Regions from separate parts of the Zea mays genome. Here region 1 is linked to region 2. The links are chromatin contacts, called in public Hi-C maps. All regions are on one chromosome and are shown on one strand. Each heading gives the region's core, a stretch centred on a gene start, on an enhancer-like site or on the middle of the called end of the contact. The rest is flanking DNA. Distances are from core to core; before and after follow the strand shown.

The links. A called contact is a pair of places that touch in the nucleus more often than the background predicts.
Region 1: a contact with region 2 is called in a Hi-C map of ear, with 2.1 times the contacts expected there. The contact joins the promoter of LOC542703 here to the promoter of LOC103654555 in region 2. A contact is called at or near these places in 3 of 25 Hi-C or Micro-C datasets (ear, leaf and tassel).

The regions. Positions count from the first base shown.
Region 1 is chr4:210,945,635-210,948,334 of Zm-B73-REFERENCE-NAM-5.0, forward strand. It overlaps LOC542703 (calcium-dependent protein kinase 24), which reads right to left and starts at 1,348. Exons shown (of 8, transcript XM_008681406.4): 1 at 547-1,348; 2 at 1-449. The coding sequence starts at 383.
Region 2 is chr4:210,653,739-210,656,438 of Zm-B73-REFERENCE-NAM-5.0, forward strand. LOC103654555 (filament-like plant protein 3) reads right to left here and starts at 1,433. Exons shown (of 5, transcript XM_008681402.3): 1 at 794-1,433.

The sequences.
Region 1 (2,700 bases), core at 98-2,597, 290 kb after region 2:
AGCTCGCCGCCGGCGCATAGCTCCATGACAATGTGCACGAAGAGCGCGTCCTCATAGGCGCCGCGGATGCGGACGACGTTGGGGTGCTCGGAGAGGTGGTGCATGATCTGGATCTCGCGGTACACGTCCTCGTAGTCCTCCCGGCACAGCAGCTTGCGCTTGGGAATGGACTTGCACGCGTACTCGGCGCCGTCGGCCTTGCCCACACAGTGGTACGTGGTGCCGAACTGCCCCTGCCCCAGCTTCTTGCCGATGCGATAGTGGTCCCGCACGTTCGCCGTCTTGTACGGCAGCACGGACGCCGGGCGCCCCGACGACGGCGCCGGAGCCATCAACGGCAGCTTCGCCTTCGCATTGGTGTTCCCGCTCGGGTCCGGCTGCATTGGCGCGCCCCAGGTGTGCTCCCCGGATCAAGAACCGTACGACGGCCTCCGCAGCAGGAAAGGAGCCTGTTCTTGGACAAAAAACCGGAAAACCCGGAGAAAAGGTGAGAAATTTGGGGATACGGCGATCAAGAACCGGTCAAAAGGAAAAAAAGAAAATCACCTCTCGCTACAAATTCCTGCAACTCCTCAAGGATTCCCGCGGGTTGGAGACAGAAGAACAGGGGGGGGGGGGGGGGGGGGGGGGGGAGAAATTGGAGCGGGTAAGCGGAGGAGCCCTGCCGATTGGGACCAAGAGCCGAGGGAACGAAGCTTTATGCGAGGTTTATCTATGACAAACCCACGAGCAGAGAGGAACGGAAACGAGAAACGGCAGCAGCAAGGGGAAGAAGAAATCTGTGCTCTCACTTTCTCAGGTGTCACGTGGGGGAAGATGTGCAATCCTGCCGAAAGAAAAGGGGAGCAAGCGGGGAGGAAAGGTTGGCCTCTTCTATCTATCCGGCGTGGAGCTACGAGCTGGCCGCGCAAGAAGACAGGATCTTGGCGGCGTGGGTGATGGCTCCACCCATATATCTTTTTTTATAGGAATTTCAGAGGCGGCTACCAATGGGGCGTGGAGACGATGACCAAGAGCTCATATATCTGCCTTTTGATTTGCCGTTCGAGGCTGGGAACGGGCAAAAGGGAGGGCGTGTTCGTGGAGGAGAGGATTGGGGGAAGGGAAATGCGGGGGCTGTAGCAGCGCAGCTAGGTCGTATCTATGGAATAATCCATGGGCGACCAGGAAGGAGGGAGGAAGGAGACGACGACGATGTCTCCATTGTTTTTTTTCCCTTTTTTATTACTATTTTTTAATATTTTTCCTTTTGTAAATTGGAAAATACGCAAGAGTCCATGTCTGCTAAAAACCGTGTATAGTGACCAACTATAATTATTGGAAACAGTATGATTTGCAAAGCATAAATGGGTCCCACATTGTCCTATGAAATAAGACACCTTTATTGTTATTGAGGTAGTGATTATAATCTCACTCTTGAATTCGCTCGTGAAACTTCTAACCAAACTGTTGGCCAACTGTAGAGGGTGAGCTCATTCACATAAATCGTTATGGATTGAGTGGCTTGCTCTTTTGGATACATACATTTATGCAAACAGTCCAAAAAAGAAATGATCATCCTAAAATTTGGACTTTGAAAAAGCGTTTGACAAACTTAAACACGTGGTCATCATAAACATTCTCACCACTTCTATTCATCCTAGCAACTGACTTGTTACAATCAATAATAAACAAAGCAAAAGACCTTAGCCTTCTTAGACTACTTGTATAGCAAAGATGTGGACATAACTTCTCAATTATTCAATATGCGGACGACGACATCCATATTATGGAAGCATGCCCAAAACAATTGTTTGTCCTCAAGGCTATTTTAAACTATTTTTTGTAGATTATATGGGTCTCTACTCCAATTAACACAAGTCGAATATCTACCTGGTAAATGTGTCTAATCAGAAAATGGAACTGTTGTAAAAAAAACCTTCAACTGCCAGATTGGAACTTTCCCCATCATATATCTTGGGCTGCCCATGAGTTTAGTTAAATTAATCCTAAAAGCTTTCCTTTCATTGATACAAAAGATTGACGACACATATCATCAATCTTAGTGTTCCTATCACAAGCTAGGAGATTACAAATGGTCATTTTTTAGTGTTCTCGTCGTTACCTACTTTCTATATATGCACTCTCAAGCTCCCAAGCTCGGTGATCAAACAAATTGAAGGGGAAATGTGCCCTTGGGCCATTTCTAAAAATGTTTTGGTGATTAGATATCCAACACAAAATACGTTGGTTCATAAGTACTAAGATGCAAATCAAAGAACAAGGTATGTCTTCAGCCTTAGTAAATTGTTTTTGGCTACTAACATATTTATCTAAGTGCCAGGAATCTTGTCAAATCAAAAGAAATTGAGTTGGAGAAGATTTGGCTGAGTTTAGCCAAACTAGCACCAGCCTGTGGTGCACCGGACAGTGTCCGGTGCCTAGGCTGGCTCGGCGACGAACTCGTCGCTCTCGAGAAAAAGACAGTGGCGCTGCGGCTAAAATTCACCGGACTGTCCGGTGTGCACCGGACTGTCCGATGTGCCAAAGGCGCCCGTGCCAACGGTCGGCAGCGAAATCAGCGGGCGACGCGTGGCCCGCGCCAACGGTCAGTTGGTCACACCGGACATCCGGTGCGCCAACGGGACCAAAGGTCCAACAGTCGGGTGCGTCCAATATGGAAGGAGATCGGGCACCGGACAGCTACTGTTCATGTCCGGT
Region 2 (2,700 bases), core at 183-2,682:
ACAAAAAAAATCCACCCTTCCATTTCAGACTCTGTGCTCTGGAAAACAGAGAAAAACGTTTCGTATAGAAAAAAAATCGCGGACAGGATCGAAAAATAGGCTGCACCTAAAACCTCCAGAATCCTACAAAAATGTAGCGGAGGGATGAGACAAAGGCTCAAATTCCCCGGAGATCAACATTAATGGTTTTCTTTAGAAAAAACTGAGATTTCTTCCTTCAAATCCACCGAAAATCTCAGTCAAACACACTCCGCATGCAGAAAGATGAAATCCGCAGAAAACCCGGAGGGAGAAAGATTGCGGGGCTAGAAAAACTTCAGCTTTCGCCCATCACCAAATCTCAGCAAAATCCCACATCGGAGACACAATGCAGACCAAAACCCTAACGAAAATCGCCAGGAGGAGGGTGCAGGACAGCATCTGTGCCCACCCGGTACCCCACCAAAAAATAATTTCAGGAAAAAAAAGGAACAACCAGCCAAGATTCAAGAAACGGGGGCGGCGCAAGAAAAAGCGAAACGGAGAGCATTAATACCTGCGACCACAGCCCAGCCAGTAGGGAATGGCAACCGTCACAAGAACCGCGTGGAACGCCAGACAAAAAAAATTAAAGCTTCGGTTTTTACTTCCAACGGGTCCGGAAGCGCTACTGCTCCTGTCCCCTTTCCCCTGTTGGTGTTGGTGGACAGAAATCGGCGGGGACGCGAGTACAAGGCGCAAGAACAGCACCCGGCATTGCCCCCGGACCCACCCCACGAGAGAGATGCAGAGGCAACAGGAAGAACCGCCGTACCTGATTAGCGGTGGCGCCCGGTGCTGGATTGGAACTTGGAGGGAAGCGAGACCGCGAGGAGCAGGAGCCTCGCTCGCAGCGCAGAGACGAGAAACGAGTCGCTCGCCCCGCAAGAATCCGAGCCTTGCTTTTGCACCCTCTTTTTTCAATCCCTGCGGTCTCGGTCTCGCTTTCTCTTTCCCGCCCAGGCAGCTCGAACAAACGGAGGAGGCGTCTCTAGAGTGGCTCGTGGTGCCTTTGCCTCCCCGTCTCGTCTCTCACTCTCTCTCTCCCCACTCGAGCTAGAGGCGTAGCCTTTTCTTTTTGAGTTTTTTTTTCTCAACTATTCAACCACAGCTCACACAGTGTCGCTCAAGTGTACTCAGCAAGCGATGCTGGTGTAGGCGTGTAGCGTGTTGTTAACTGTGCGCTTGCGGGCTTTTGCCTAGATTGAGCACTGGTACTGAAATACTGTTGCTATAATACTAACAGGTGCAGTGTGTTCGACGGATGAATGGGGTCAAGTTGCTCTATTTTTCCTGGGACGGATTCATAGCAGTTGTTTTTTTTTTGTTGGGAAGACGGAGACGAGCCTCGGTCCGGATGCGGGTACGGGGCTCAGATTTGTTTATTTGTTCCCTTTTTGTTTCTTCCTATACGTGGGCCCCTCCTAGCGCTTTGGGACCTGTTAATAAGGCACTACGAAGGCTTGTTTGTTTGGTTCAAAGTATTAAATATGGTATAATTATAAAATTAATTGTATAGCTAAAAACTAAATGATAAGATGAATTTGTTGAATCTATTTTCATGATGCGTTTATATGATGCTAAAGTAAACAATTGTTAATCATGGATGACAGAGTGCAAAACTCCGGTTGGGTGGCAGAATGCACTCGTCTTGATCCTAAGATGAGGCGGGGCTATGAGGTTTACCTGCTAAGGTGGATGACCACAAGTACACAAGAATTTTATAGTGGTTCGGACCGCCGGAGCGTAATACCTTACCTCCATATTTGAGCGTTGTATTGCCTCAGCGAGAGCATCTAGCCTGTGAGTTGAAATTGTCCCCCACTGTGGGAGTGTGCCTCCCTTTTATAGTCCAAGGGAGGCACCTACAAGGTGACCGAGTCTCAAAAAGTGGGCCCAATAATCTAATAAGTATATATAGAAGATGGGCGATGAATCCTGGTCAACCAAGATCTTCTCTACAGCGGTCAGATATCTCTTCTTGGTCTTCGTGGGGATCTCTTGGCCCACTATTCTCTTGCCCCATCTAATCGGAGCTCGAGCGTAGGCTTTGATGTAAGTTGTGGCGTAGGTTGATACGTTGTCGTGTGTAGGGGTGTATGGACGTTGTCATCATGTCCCCTCCACCTGTTCCACCTTGCCTCAGTAATTTGCGGGGAACAGCAAGAGCCATAATGAGGGGCGTCCTTGCGACGCATTGAGTCAATGGTCCTACCTCGGTAACACGCGGGTTACTGGCGTAGCCCAGACCTTGCGGACTTCGCACGTCGCATGCATTTAATGCGGGCCGCACACCACTTGCCACTGGCGCGGGCAAACACGTATCTCGTCCGCACTTAATGATGTCGAACCCCATGTCAAGAGGCATACGTAAGGCGTCCCCGGCCATGCGTCGGCACCGGACCTCTGCCTAGGCAGGGAGCAAATCTGGGAACGTGTGGCAACGAGGCACCCTCGGACCTCCCCGACTAGGGGTCCGAAACATGCTTGAGGGGGTCTAGGCCCTAGCTGTAATGATTCATACACGTGGCAGCACTGGATCTCACTTGGCTTAGGTCTTGATGACACACGCGGGGTCCAGAACCACTCCCGGAGGTCTGGAAACGAACTTGTAGTCAAAGAGTGTTTTTACTCTAGGGACATGGAGCTGCTCCAGACCCCCTTTCTAGGGATTCAGTGGGC